Linked DNA regions of Mus musculus: all the other regions are linked to region 1. Evidence: chromatin contacts called from public Hi-C and HiChIP or PLAC-seq data. All regions are on one chromosome and are shown on one strand. Each heading gives the region's core, a stretch centred on a gene start, on an enhancer-like site or on the middle of the called end of the contact. The rest is flanking DNA. Distances are from core to core; before and after follow the strand shown. Region 1 holds the start of Zfp365 (zinc finger protein 365). Region 2 has its middle 16 kb from the start of Gm46229. Region 3 holds the start of 1110002J07Rik (RIKEN cDNA 1110002J07 gene).

Evidence for each region. Hi-C and Micro-C count contacts between places; a contact is called where the count stands out from the background. HiChIP or PLAC-seq counts read pairs in DNA pulled down with a chosen protein or histone mark.
Region 2: an H3K4me3 HiChIP or PLAC-seq map of forebrain shows a contact between it and region 1, with 4 times the contacts expected there. The contact joins the enhancer-like site here to the promoter of Zfp365 in region 1. A contact is called at or near these places in 7 of 39 promoter capture datasets (the C10 cell line, embryonic stem cells, hippocampal neurons and 2 more), 2 of 15 datasets of contacts at CTCF or cohesin (embryonic stem cells and stem cell-derived epiblast-like cells), 15 of 484 Hi-C or Micro-C datasets (bone marrow-derived macrophages, cerebral cortex, differentiating embryonic stem cells and 1 more), 7 of 115 datasets of contacts at active chromatin or transcription factors (embryonic forebrain, embryonic hindbrain, embryonic stem cells and 3 more) and 3 of 9 other capture datasets (adipose tissue, embryonic stem cells and liver).
Region 3: a contact with region 1 is called in a Hi-C map of embryonic stem cells, with 13 times the contacts expected there. The contact joins the promoter of 1110002J07Rik here to the promoter of Zfp365 in region 1. A contact is called at or near these places in 4 of 39 promoter capture datasets (cranial neural crest and embryonic stem cells), 10 of 484 Hi-C or Micro-C datasets (the C2C12 cell line, the G1E-ER4 cell line, the N1E-115 cell line and 4 more), 5 of 115 datasets of contacts at active chromatin or transcription factors (embryonic stem cells, pancreatic cancer cells and stem cell-derived neural progenitor cells) and 1 of 9 other capture datasets (adipose tissue).

What each region holds. Positions count from the first base shown.
Region 1 is chr10:67,910,492-67,914,873 of GRCm38.p6, forward strand. Zfp365 (zinc finger protein 365) reads right to left here and starts at 2,171. Exons shown (of 5, transcript NM_178679.2): 1 at 1,880-2,171.
Region 2 is chr10:67,318,206-67,322,679 of GRCm38.p6, forward strand. No RefSeq gene overlaps it. Among named protein-coding and RNA genes, the nearest start is that of Gm46229, 16 kb to the left of the region's middle. Within about 2 kb of position 2,401, at least 20 of the 459 cell types and tissues checked have an H3K27ac peak or open chromatin away from gene starts, as enhancers often do. A contact at or near this core is called in cerebral cortex, forebrain and hippocampal neurons, where this site is marked.
Region 3 is chr10:66,917,661-66,921,807 of GRCm38.p6, forward strand. It overlaps 1110002J07Rik (RIKEN cDNA 1110002J07 gene), which reads right to left and starts at 2,724. Exons shown (of 5, transcript NR_138561.1): 1 at 2,510-2,724; 2 at 719-729; 3 at 16-170.

The sequences.
Region 1 (4,382 bases), core at 921-3,420:
TTTATATTTGCACCATGTTTTCGTTATCTGTGCTTATGCTGATGGGCGGGCATCTAGGCTGGCTCGAATGCTTAGCTACTGTGAACAGTGCAACAATAAATATGGATGAGAAAGTATCTCCGTAATAGAATATAGAGTCCTTTGGGGATATGCCCAGGAGTGGTATAGCTGGGTCATATGATATTTCTATTTTCAGTCTCCTGAAAAACCTCCAGGCTAATTTCCATAGTGACTACATCAGCTCAGCCTTCTTGGGTTAAAGCAACTATTTCATATATAATATTTAATGTTGATTTTTATGTGGAAATTGAAACCTAAACCCCTTTGTCAAAGGCAGCTACATCTACTCTCTTCTGTATCATCTGATGCTTCTACTGTATGGTATTTCTGCAGGGTGGGATACAGATGCTAGGGCCTGAATTTCTAATCCAGCAACAGCCTAGCTTAGCAAAGGTGGCTAACGCTCATATGCAGATGAAAAGCTAGAGAGAGGAGGTGAAATAATAAAGCCCCGGAGAGGAAGGAGAGTGGTCCAGAGACAGAACTCAAGTTTATTGCCCTCCTGAATTTGGCATGCTACATAGACACGGGTCGCACATAAATTGTGAGTCCATTGGCAGTCTCTTTTCAAGTCTGTGAAGGATGGATCAAACTAAGCACAGTGGCTTTAAACACATCAAGAGCTGAATATTCTTCAACCAAATGTTTTTTTAGATTTTTTTTTTAATAAATAGCATTCCTTATTTACTCTGTGAGTGACTCTGTCTGTGTGTGTGTAGGCTGGGGAAAACTTGTGTGAATGGGTTCTCTCCTTCCATCATGTGTGTCCTGGGGATTGAACTTGATTCATCAGGTTTAGTGACACGCGTCTGCTTGTCATCTTGGTTTGTTCATGCCGTTAATATTTTTAGTTACTGGTATGATGACATACATCAAAGCGTTAACATAACAATAACGATCTTTTGAAATTTGGAAACCCGAAGTGTCCGGTATTATTTGATATAAACAGGGCCGTGGCCAAGATCCTAAGCTAATAGAATGTTCTGGGTGGATGCGCCTTGCCTCTGATGCTGTTTTTAGCGCGACAACTTCTAGAGTGTTGGAACCAGGTGGGCGTCAGCATAACTCCTCCATAAACAGGAAGTTCTTGTTGCCTCTGCATCTTTATCCCCTTTGCCCTAGCAACAGATGACTCTTACAACCCAATTTTGCAAGGGTCGTGGTACTTATTTCCTCCAAGAATGGCAACAAGGAGCACTGGGTCCCACAGGGAAGGAGCCCGGATCTTAGGGTGCATCTTAGAGTGAAGTGTCTGTGTTACACCCTTATCTGCCTCCAGATGCTGAGATAGAAATGGTGCCTGATCCGCCAGGCAGGCACATTTTCCAGGTTACTAAAGTCTCTGGACCCCAGCAAAGGAGAACCTTCCTGTGCTGCGCTGGGTTGGTCAATAGGATGCAAACCCTGGCCCAGCCTAGGGCTGAAGATGCTTGCAATGGAGTGCAGGGATAAGAAGAGAGGATTCTATAGCAGCAGTGGGGGGGGGGATGTTTGGATGGGGGAGACGAGATATACCACCCACCCCCAGCAAAAGGCTTTCATCCGCCCAGCGGAAACCTAGGGCACAGGTTAGCAAAAAGGGTTTCGATTTCCTGTGCAGAGCTGGGCAGGCTGGGCAGCACCTGCGTGGGGGTCCCGGCTTTCCTAGCCCCCGCTCCCGCTGGTGACTGCGTGGATTCGTGCTCACGCGAGTTCGTGCAAGTGGCTGTGGGGAAGCCAACGGTCCCGACTCCCCAGGATGCTGCGCATCCGGGACCACCTCCCCGCGTGTCGGCGGAGCAGGGGGCGCGGGCGCACGGCTCCAGCCGAGCCCACTTACCGGACTTGTTGCTGCCGCTGCAGCCGCCGGTGCTGATGCTGCGGGAGCCGTGCGAGCGGTTTTCAGCAGAGCCGTAAATCAGGCTGAGCCGGGTCGGCTCCCACGCGGGACGAGCGGCGACCGGGGCGGAGCGTGGCGCGGGCGGGACACGGGGGCGGCGCCCGGGGACGCGAGGCTGGTGCTCCGGCCCCGGGCAGCCACCCCTGGGTCCACCCCATCGGGGCCCCTCTAGCGGGAGATCCTGGGCCTTTCCCTTCACTCCAGCTCAGGATTCCGCTGACATCACGGGGAGGGATGCAGGATGGTCCCTGGGGAGGGAGGCGGGGACACGTGCCAGTCTTGCCCAGCCTAGTCTTGCTACAGGCCCAGGCAAGTGCTCCCAGTTGCAGGGGCGGCGAAAGTGGGCGTGAAGATGGAGCCTAGCTGGCTAGCCCCTGGAAAGAGCTGCCAGCAGGAAGGCTCTGATATTTATTTATATTAGAACTTCATCCAGGCAACCTGGCGGGGGGGGGGGGGGGGCACAGGACCAGCTTACTCCAGCCGTGGAAGGTAGTAGTGTCCTGGGACTAAGTTAAACAAAACTAAAGATAATAAAAGTGTAGAAGTTAAGAAACATAAATGCCAAACCCTGAGGCCTCCTCACTGAGAGGATGCCCCCAACACTAGTCTCTCAGTGGAGGAAAGATTTAGCTTCTGAGAAATCTCATTTCCTAATTGAAATTTCGGGATGTGTGTGTGTGTGTGTGTGTGTGTGTGTGTGTGTGTGTGTGTGTGTGTGTGTGTGTGTGTGTGTGTGTGTGTTATTTTGTTAAACCTGCTTTTAAGGGGCTGGAGAGATGGCTTAGCAGTTCAGAGCACATACTGCTCTTGCAAAGGACCTACACTGCTCGAATCAGCTGCTGGGCTGTCGTCAACGTTCTTTCACTGATATTCATACTAAGACTTTGATGACAGGTGCACGCCTGTAAAATTCAGGAAAGCAGTACCAGAGAGTGACTCCTACAAAACGGGGGTTGGCAGCTGCGCAGAGGCTTGCTCTCTCAGAAAATGTTATGCTTCTTGCGGTCACTATCTTAGGTCACTCTCTAAATTGAGCACGTTTATTCCAACTGTTTATTAAGCTGAAAAAAAAAGTTTGGTCTGAGTGTGCATTGCACACAACCAAGAGTCAGGGTGCACCCATCATCTTGAACAGCAGGAAGCTAATTCTGACTACCTTTGGGGCAGGATGCTAAGTATGACCTGGGAGAGTCAAGGGACCCAACGTCTAGAACTCAGCCCTCTCCCAACACTGAGGCAACTTGTTTGCCTTGCTTGGTCCCGAAATGTCTCCACTTCAGGTGAAGCGCGAAGACTTCCTAGGGCCATTTTTTTCTAACAATGGCATAAATATTATCACATTCTTCATTAAACCATATTTTACATTTATCAATACAATTTCCATATTAAATTGCATCGTGACAGAATGATTCGATAAAGAATGATTTTAGATGAAAGTAAAGGAGGGAAATCTTTTCAGGTGCAAAAGAAAAAGAATAACTCTTCCTTAAGAATACCTTTTTAAAGCTCACCTCTAAGTAGGCCAGTGTGACAGATGTCAGTGAAAAGCCATGGCTACTTCACAATGAGCTGAGGGTCGGTGACTTTAAAACAAAGCCAACACCTACAACCAGAGCCACAAGGGAGTAAGGCATGTTGGGTTTTCCTGGATGCATATGTAGTTCTGGCTACTTCAATACACAAAATGTTGTATTAACATATCCACAATCAAAGAAAAAACAATGACAGAGTTGAAACAAACAAAACAACAACAAAAACCACTTTATATCCTCTCTCATGACTTGTGCCCTTCTGACTGTATTCCATCCTAACCACCCAGTATTACTCTCCTTTGGGTCCCCTTTTTGGAATACTGAACCCACTGTGAACAATGTCTTGGGGGACTATGGGAGGGACTCCAGGAGAAAAGGCAGATCGTCATTTACCTCAAGGGCATCTTGTTCCCTGGATTGTTCTGGGACGTGATTCCATGCCCACTGTGACAAACATTTACATTCAGTTTATACGACAAGCTTATTCTTGTTGGATGTCAGAACATAGCTATAGAACCCAATCTGGTCAGTGTACTCTGATTCTGGATACGGCCTTCTGCCTTGCTTTCGTGTGTTCCCAGATGTAGCCTTTAGTATAGGCCAGGTAATTGTGTTTAAACAGGCCCAGCCTGAGAAAGGGCTGTTAATCTTCAGTGTGTGCTTACTGGTATTTATTTACACGTTTTTCTGATCACGTTTTCTGAACTATAACAACCTTCCTCAGATCATTCCTTTCTTTGTTACATTGTGTATAAAAAGACACAGAAACTGAAGTAAGGATGTCTTCAGCATCAAACTCTAGTCCGCCCTGTTCTTTCAGAGCCTCAGATTCCAGGTCCAGCAGGGAAGATCTGCACGGGTCAACTGTAGAGTCAAAATGCTTCCTACAATTTAGACTATCTTCACACTTA
Region 2 (4,474 bases), core at 1,151-3,650, 590 kb before region 1:
TGCCATCCTCAAAGCCTTCATTTTCCACAGCGTCTTCACTGACAGGGCCTCCCGTGATCATACTTCTTTTTCTGCCTTTCACTACTTTGCCAGCTCCATCGTGTGTGTGTGTGTGTGTGTGTGTGTGTGTGTGTGTGTGTGTGTGGCGCGCGCGCGCGCGCGTGCTCTGGGGTGCAACCACCGTTGGACTAAGGTGCATCTTGCAGAGGATGCCCAAACCGCTGTAGGTTTTTGGGAAGAGCAATTTTATGGCCAGCAGGGCCTTGTTACACACCTCCAGTTATGCCAGGGAGGTGTTTGCTGGCCTTCCTACACAGAAGTCTGGCACTTCGCTGAGTTCACCGACCTGCAAAGAGCTTCATCCAGAACGCAGCCCTGCCAGAGATTTCCCCCTCCATTTACTCTCTGCTGGTGGTAGACCGACACCCCAAAACCACAGTTAGTTTTATGACATGGCAGTGCCAGGCTACAAGACTTTGTCTCTCCTTATAGGGAACCTGACTCTCTGCTTCATCGTAGGCTTGATTAAAATGGGAGAAGGACTATTTTACCTCACCACAGAGAGAAGTAACTAAAAAAGTAGCCTGCTAGGCAAAGTCTCATTTTCATACAGGTCCCATTTTCCATCCTACAGCGCAGGATGCCGGTGCTGTTGGCTGACACCGACACCCACTGTTGCAAAGGAAATGTCCTAAGTGGCTGGGGTGGGTGAGGCGCTTACCACAGCCGAGGCAGGTTTTACTTCATGGAAGCATTATTCGCACTCTATGTTTAATTAGACTATGCCTTCATTTGTGCAGACATAAGCACACGCGTGCAGGCGTGTGCAGGTGTGCTGACCCGAGCACGGACACCTGGAGATCAGAAGCGGACCCTGGTGTCTTCCTCCCTCCCTCCCTTCCTCGACCCTAAGTTACTTAGTCATTCTTTGAAAAGTTTATTTATGTGTGTGCATATGTGCATGCTCGTTTGTGTGCTCGCCCTGTGTGTTCAGTGCACACAGAGACCAGAAGAGGGCATCGGATCCCCTGGAACTGGAGTTAGAGACACTTGTCAGCTGAACAGTGTTGGGAATCACCTGGTCCCCTGCAGGGACAGCAGGTGCTCTAAGCCACCAAGCCATCTCTATAACCCCTCTTCTCTCTCTCCTTCCTTCCTTTTTTTTATTTAGATATTTTTATTTATTTGTGTGTGGGGGTTAGCGGGTGCATCTGGGCAGGTGCATGCACACATGCATTATCTGGAAGACAAAGGACAGCTTTGGGGTGGGGGGCTCAGTTCTTATCTTGCACCATATGCTTGCTGCCTGGGGAGTGATAGCAGCAGGCCATCAGGCATGGTGGGCAGGCACTGAGCCCCTGAGCCATCTTGGTGGCTTTAACTTCTGAGTGCAGCCTCTTACGGAAGCTGGAGTTTAGTGTGGCAGTTAGAGCAGCCACCAGTCAACCTCCTGGGAGCCAGCTGTCTCTGCTTTCTGCTAAGGCTAGTGCCTGGGTTACAGACACACGCCTTCATGCAGTGTCTTTGTGGGGATGCTGGGGCGCCAAGCTCAGGTCCTCTTGCTTGCGTAGCAAGCGCAGTATGTGTGGAGGAGTCATCAGCCGAGGTGTGTTTTAAAGAGAAGTTACATGAACTTTGGTCTGCCTGGTCATTGCTCACTCACTCGCTGGTCAGGCCTTTCAAAGTTTCCTCAGGGCCTTCTCGCTCCCCCAAATCCCACAGGCTTTGAACACTCATCATAGCTGCAACTATCTTATTTTAGACCGTCCAATATAAACTGTTGAATTTACCATTCCTTGTCTTAATGTCGTTGGCAGATTCGTAAGGTCTGGTCATGCACGGGATTGTAGGTGGTTTCATTCTTTGTCCACCAGAGAACACTTCAGTTGTGTGGAAGGCATGCCTTTCTGTCATGAGCTGACTGGGCAGGTGGCGGGGGCTGGGGGGAGGGTTGGGGAGGGAGGGCTGGGGGGTGGGTTGGCTTCAACGAGGTTTTGCTTATAACAAATATGTAGTCCCTGCAGTTGATGCAGTAATGGCTGTTGGATAACTGACATGTCACAGAAAACAAAGGACGACATAAGTGTCAGTGCTGGGAGCCAGAAAAGTGACAGCTTTCCTGTGTCTGTTGCTGCAACCGCTCTGGGCTGGGGCCGGCCGCCACATTTAAGAGGCCTGCGAGTTTCCTTGAAAGGAGCGGGGTTGTGAATGGAGCCAGCGGTGTGGATGCGGCTCCAGCAATACCCGAGCTTCCAGTGTGGAATCTGAGTGGGAGGGAAGCATCTCATTGCTATTTACCTGCAGAACTCGGCCTTTGACACCCGCGATGAGCCAGCGCTTTTGACTGTCGCCCCCTGAGGAGGCGGCATTCCTCAGCCCACACTCTGCTCCGCGCTCTGACTTCCCTGAGCATGCTTTGTATCCCTATCTTTTTTTAAAATCCAGACTCTGCATTTTGAGGGAAGCACCAATCCAGGGCTTTGCTTTGCTTTTTTTTTTTTTTTTTTTTTTTTTTTTTTTTTTTGTCATTGCAGGGAGACCCACAGAGCCACCCACACAGGGATGTCCTCAAAGGGAGTCAGAGATGCTGAATCCTTTGAAGAAGCAGTGGGGAGACAAAAGGGATTCCCCCATGTGCCTGTGTGCCTGCACATTCTTCCTTTCCCACCACTCTATACAGAACTCACAGACAGACGAATGTCTATTTGTAGGTCCCAGGCACTGGCAGATAATAAGGGAGTGAGACTTTGCAGCATCTCTGGCCTCTGGTTTCAAGGCATGGCGGAGTTTGGTCGGCTTGCAAGGATGTAGCGATGAATCTGTGAAAACATTGAGCGTGGTTGACAACTAGAGGAGGCCGGGCTCGCTACTAAGGCCGTGTCTCTTGCATCATCGTCAGCTCCTTCAGATAACCCATGGTTCAGAAAGCCTGCTCTCTGAAACACAGTAGTCAAGGCAGCAGTCAGGGCGGGTACCAGCTTCACCCACACAGCAGATAGATGTCAGTCAGGAGACTTCTGTCACTGGCTGCTGCTGCTGTCTTCTGACTGAGGGGAGACGTGAATCAGAAATCTCTGACAGAGAAGGCCTGCTTTTGGAGGGTCTCTCAGAATCCAGAAAGCCCGTGGTAGGTCTGTCAGGGCCTCCATGGCCTGGGTGAGATATTATGGTTCTTCTGAAGTCAACCTGTCAGGTGGCCTGTGACCCCTAGGCCTTGTAGGAACCAGTTCTCCCAGGAGGTGAGATTCTAAGGGGAAGCTGTGGCTCTTGTGGGATTCTGGCAAGCCAGCCCATGTCCTCCTGGCTCCCCTCTCTTAAAAGCCTCTGCCACACAGGCTGAGACAATGGGAGGCTCAACCCACATGCCCAGCAGCTGCCCCCAACCTAGCAAGGTGCTGGGAGAATCCCCCAGGGCCCTGTTGGAAAGTTTCACTGCTCTGGCAGGCCCCAACACTAGCTTGGGAGAGGTTAGGCCAGTCCCAGGGGGCTCTCCATCAGTAAGCAGAACTGTCTCCACTTGTTAACTCTTATATCTTACTTCTCTATGAGCCCCCCATACCGATTCCCCCGCCCCCAATGCTTGGCTGACATGTTTTCTACATTTGTGTCCAACTCACTTGAAAATTCAAGATTTCCTTGCTTACAGACTGTAAGGACTCTGGGCTCCCGAGTGGAACGACAAATCAGAAGGGTTTTTCCATTCTTACAGGAATCCTTTAAAAGATCTTTTCTAGCTCCTACTGTTTCTCCCTACCTCCTCCCCTTCTTCCTCCCCTTCCTCCTCCTCACCCTTCTCTTCCTCCTCCTTTCCATCTACTCTCTGTCTTCCCTTTCCCTTCTTTCTCTTTTCCCTCCTCCCCTTCCTCCTCCCCACCTTCTTCTCCTTCCTCTTCCCCACCCTCTTCCACTTCCTCCTCCCCACCCTCTTCCCCTTTCTCCTTCTCACCCTCCTCCCCACTCTCCTGCTCTCCCTCTGCCTTTCCATTTACTCTCTGTCTTCCCTTTCCCTTCTTTCTCTTTTCCCTCCTCCCCTTCCTCCTCCCCACCTTCTTCCCCTCCCTCACCCTTTCCATTTACTCTCTCTCTTCCCTTTCCCCTCCTCCCCCTCCTTTTTCCTCTGCCTTCTTTTCTTCCTGGTAGTCTCTTGGGTTCATAGATGTTCTCTATGAGTCTTGGCAGCTAATGGGCTCCACCACTCATGCTGAGCATCTTCCTCTCGCCTTCCCCCTGCCCCTCATCGGACCCTGGGCTACCCAGGTGATTGGCCCTGACTCAGTCTTCCATGCTATGGACTATGGATAGCAACGCCGTATTCTCCAAATGTCTTTCTTCCTCAGCTTTGTCTTTGTTGTTGCTGACTGCTGGCAAAAGCCTAGCGAATGAAGAGCCCTGGAGTTGGCCTTAGCAGAGGGGAGACAGAGCTGAGCCTCAGCCAGTGCCAGCGGATGAACTCATGCTAAGGGAAGAGGCCATA
Region 3 (4,147 bases), core at 1,474-3,973, 990 kb before region 1:
TTGGGGCTGGCTTACAGTTTCAGGGGTTCAGTCCATCATCATCGTGGTGGGAGCAGGCAGGCAGCTGGCAGGCAGACATGGGGCTAGAGAAGGAGCTTGCAGCGACATCCTCATCTTCAAAGGCCACTCCCAGTGACATGCTTCCTCTAACATGGCTACACCCTCTAGTCCTGTCAAATAGCACCATTCCCTGGTGACCAAGCATTCAAATCTCTGAGCCTATGGAGTCATTCTCCTTCAAACAACCTTGAACTTCTGCTCCTCCACACCCAGGCTGTGCACTCAGGTTAAATGCAGTATTGGGGATGAATCCCAGGGTTGCATACACTCTCCCAGCCCCCAGCAACCAACTTGCAAGTTGAGTTCCGTCCTCAGATCCCATCAACTGCTTGGTTAGGCCCCAAGGTTTGTTTTTATTATTGTTATTACTACTATTGTCATTATAGTTAGGGTTGTTTAGGTTTTTGTTTTTTAGATTTGTTTAGTTTTATGTATATGAGTGCTCTTTCTGCATGTATACCTGCCTGACTGAAGAGGGCGTCAGGTCCCATTACAGATGACTGTGATTGCTGAGAATTGACCTCAGGACCTTTGGGAAAGTGGCCTGTGTTCTTAACTGCTGAGCCATCTCTCCAGCCCTATAGTTAGGGTTTCTATTTTTGCAATGAAACACCAAGACCAAAAAACAAGTTAGGAAGAAAGGATTTATTTGTCTTACCTTCCACATCACTGTTCATCATCGAAGAAAGTCAGGACAGGAACTCAAACAGGGCAGGAACCCAGAGGCAGGAGCTGATGCAGAGGCCATGGAGGGGTGCTGCTTGCTGGCTTGCTCATCATGGCTTGCTCACCTTGCTTTCTTATAGAACTCAGGACCATCAGCCCAGGGTTAGAACACAGTGGGCTGGGCCCTCCCCCACTGATCACTAACTAAGGAAATCCCCTATAGCTGGATCTCATGGAGGCATTTCCTCAATAGAAATTCCCTCCTTTCAGATGACTCTAGCTTGTGTCAAGTTGACCTAAGACTAGTTCAGGGCACTTACCAATATTTAAAAGCATAAAAAGAGAACGATGTCTACTCCACCCTAGGGACCCTCAACTCTAGTAGCAACTGGCTTGAGCTGTTTGATGAAGGATGAAGGTAAGGCATGAATGCTTTCCAACTGGGATGCAAGGTCAAATGTCATTAATTACGTCCCCTGATAATATGGCTGGCTGGTCCAAGAGGTCTGGAGTGGGGGTGGGGTGGAGGTGGAGTTAGACCTTCACACACCCAGTCACCCCAGGAATGTCAAGGATGGATCACACATAGATGAGGTGAGGAAGTCATGCCTGGAATGGTGAGGATGGATCACATATAAATCAAACTGTTAGGTCTCAAACCCAAGACAAACAGCTAACAGAGGTTACTATTACCATATCAAAGCTGACCCTGGCCACCAAGTTTTCCCACCATCCCTGAGTCTCTACCCATTCCAGGGTCCTCCTGGCTGGCATACTCCACCCCATACCCTAAACTTCTCCAGCCACGAGGCTGGACTGGGTTTTCCCTTCCCCCAGCCTCTCTGGCTCCTATACAATTCAGCCATTTCGGTTACATTATCTCTTAGCCCAGGCTACCCCTCTTTGTTAGTGTCTCCTTTCTTGCTTTCCCTGCCTCTCTCTCTCCACATAGTCCAGCTCAGTCTGGCAATGTTCACTCTGCACTCTCCCAGATGCCTCTTTTTGTCCATATTCTGTATTCTCTCTTATGTCTGTCACAAACCTTCTCCTCCACCATACCTAAGAACATCCTGAGCTCCTCCCATTTCTTTCTCTTTTTTTCCATCCATAAATCATCCCCAGAATGGTGAAGATGTGTACGGTTAGCACTCTGTCTAAATTCCATCTTACAATTACCTGGCAACAGCCAGGTAGGCCTGGCCCACTACAAAAGGGGCTGCTTGCCCCCTCCTCCCTCTCTTACTCCTTCCCGGCTTGCTTCTCTCGTGCCCTCTTGGGCTCTTCCCTTCCCCCTTCCCTTCTCCCTCTCTCCCTGTGGTCATGGCCGGCCTCTACTTCTCTGCTCTCTCTCTCTCTCTCTCTCTGCCTTTCTCTGCCTCTACTATCCACTTAACTCCTCTCCCCATGCCCTGAATAAATTCTATTCTATACAATATAATAGTATAGAATGTGGCTGGTCCTTCAGGGAGAAAGGATGCATTGGCATGGGCCCACTGAGGCACCCCCCCCTCACCACACCCCCATAGAACATGTTCTTATACCTCTTTGTCTTTTTATAATCACATTGTGTGCCACACAGATGAGGTCACCCCAGGAATGGAGGGTAGATCACATATAGATGAGGTTACCCCAGAAATGATAAGGATGTATCTCACATGGATGAGGTTACTCCAGGAATGGTGAAGATGCATCACACATCGATGAGATCACCCCAGGAATGGTGAGAATAGATCACACACCCAGTCACTCCAGGTAAGGACGAGTTACACAGAGATGAACTCACCCTGGAAATGGTGAACGTGAGCCCCCTACAGAGAGGGTTAGGGCATTTGCTGAAAATCCCTGCCACCGAGATCAGAGAAAACGGAAAAGGTTAAATACGGAAGAGACCTTCAAAGGTCACCTCCCTCTTTGCATGGAAGAGGAAGCCAAGGTCCCAGAAGGCTGCGTATCTCTCACAGAGTGCATTTACAGAAAAACCCAACCCAAGACTGCAGGCGCCTTCCACTGAAGTAACAGAAATGGGAAGGGGAAAAAAAAAAAAAAAAAAAAAACACTGAGTGAGTCAGGCGAGCGGGGGACACGGTCTCCCTTCCCCCTACCTCGGGGTGGTGGCAGGCAGCCAACTGGAGCTTGCTGCATATTTAATTTAAACCTTTGTCTGCCCTGGCAAGGACAAAGTACAATCTGTTTTATGTAAAAAGTCTTCCCTGAGGAAAGCCTCAGCCTCCAGCTGCGAAACTGATTGATGTTCTTAACTCCTCCCCCCCCCCCCCCCAGCCTCTGTGGGGATCCGAGGTTGCAGTTTCCAAAAAAAGAGTTGGGGGGGGGGGGAGGAAAGCACTCCAAACAAACAAGCAAAACAAAATTTCTTGCTTTTATTGTGTTACTCTCAATCTAGGAGAATTAGCCTGAAACTAGAGGGAGAAGCCTACAAATAAAGCCTATATTTTACAAGCCGATTTCAGAGCCCCAGATGGGAGGGGCTGGGACAGCAAGCTGCCGCGGGAGGCTGGAGTCTCGTCTAGGAGCTTTGTCTACAAGCTCCTTCTGCCTTGCCTTAGATGGCCTAATCTAATCAATACAGATACCAAAACGTCCTAAAGATGCCTTAAAGTGAAGCCTTCGTGTCAAGGAACATCACCGTTGGAAATGGTCACCGAACGTGAGATGGAGATTAGGAGTCACCTTGTTTTGAGAGCTCTGTGGATTTCCGGGTAGCCTGTTTCAGAGACCCTGATTTGGGAGATCATATGTCTTGCAAAACCAAGGCGTGCATTGTTGCAACTCAGTTTGGGGTCACCTCCAAGTGTTCCTGGACCTTCTAGACTTCTGCCTTAGACTGAAGCACTTAGTGACCTCAGTCTCAGCTGGCGCTCAGTGTTCAAAGGTTAGCGTCGAGGTGCGCTGAGGAGACCCAAAGGGGGCGGAACCACCCTGCATAGCATTAGACTTTTAACTCTGCTCCCGCCCTCGGTCCCCTGTATCAGATTGGTTGGAAGGAGAGCGTGGGTTAAGGGGGCATGGACCTGCCTTCCCCTTTCTGGTTCAGGAGCCAAACTTCATCTTGGAGTCAGAACAAAGCCATGGCCGGATCACACTAAGGAGCTCCAGCCTGTTTTGGGACAGAGCCAGGACCCAGAAACCATTGCCATGAGCCACCAGCTGGCTGCGGTCCCGGAAAACTTGTGCAGCTGCCGCACAGGCCAGACTGGGCCTGCACACTGTCACAGTGCCAGGCCCTCCATTAAGGCCCCCGTCTCCGCTCACACCCAACTTGCCCCGCGTACTTTGGCATCCTCCTGCCTTGAGGTGTGCCCTGGGATTACAGGGGAGACTTCAGAACCACCGAGTGACCTGCCTCCTCTTATCTTTCTGGGAATTACACAGTTGTTCTGGAACCCCTTGGAGAGGTCAAGGT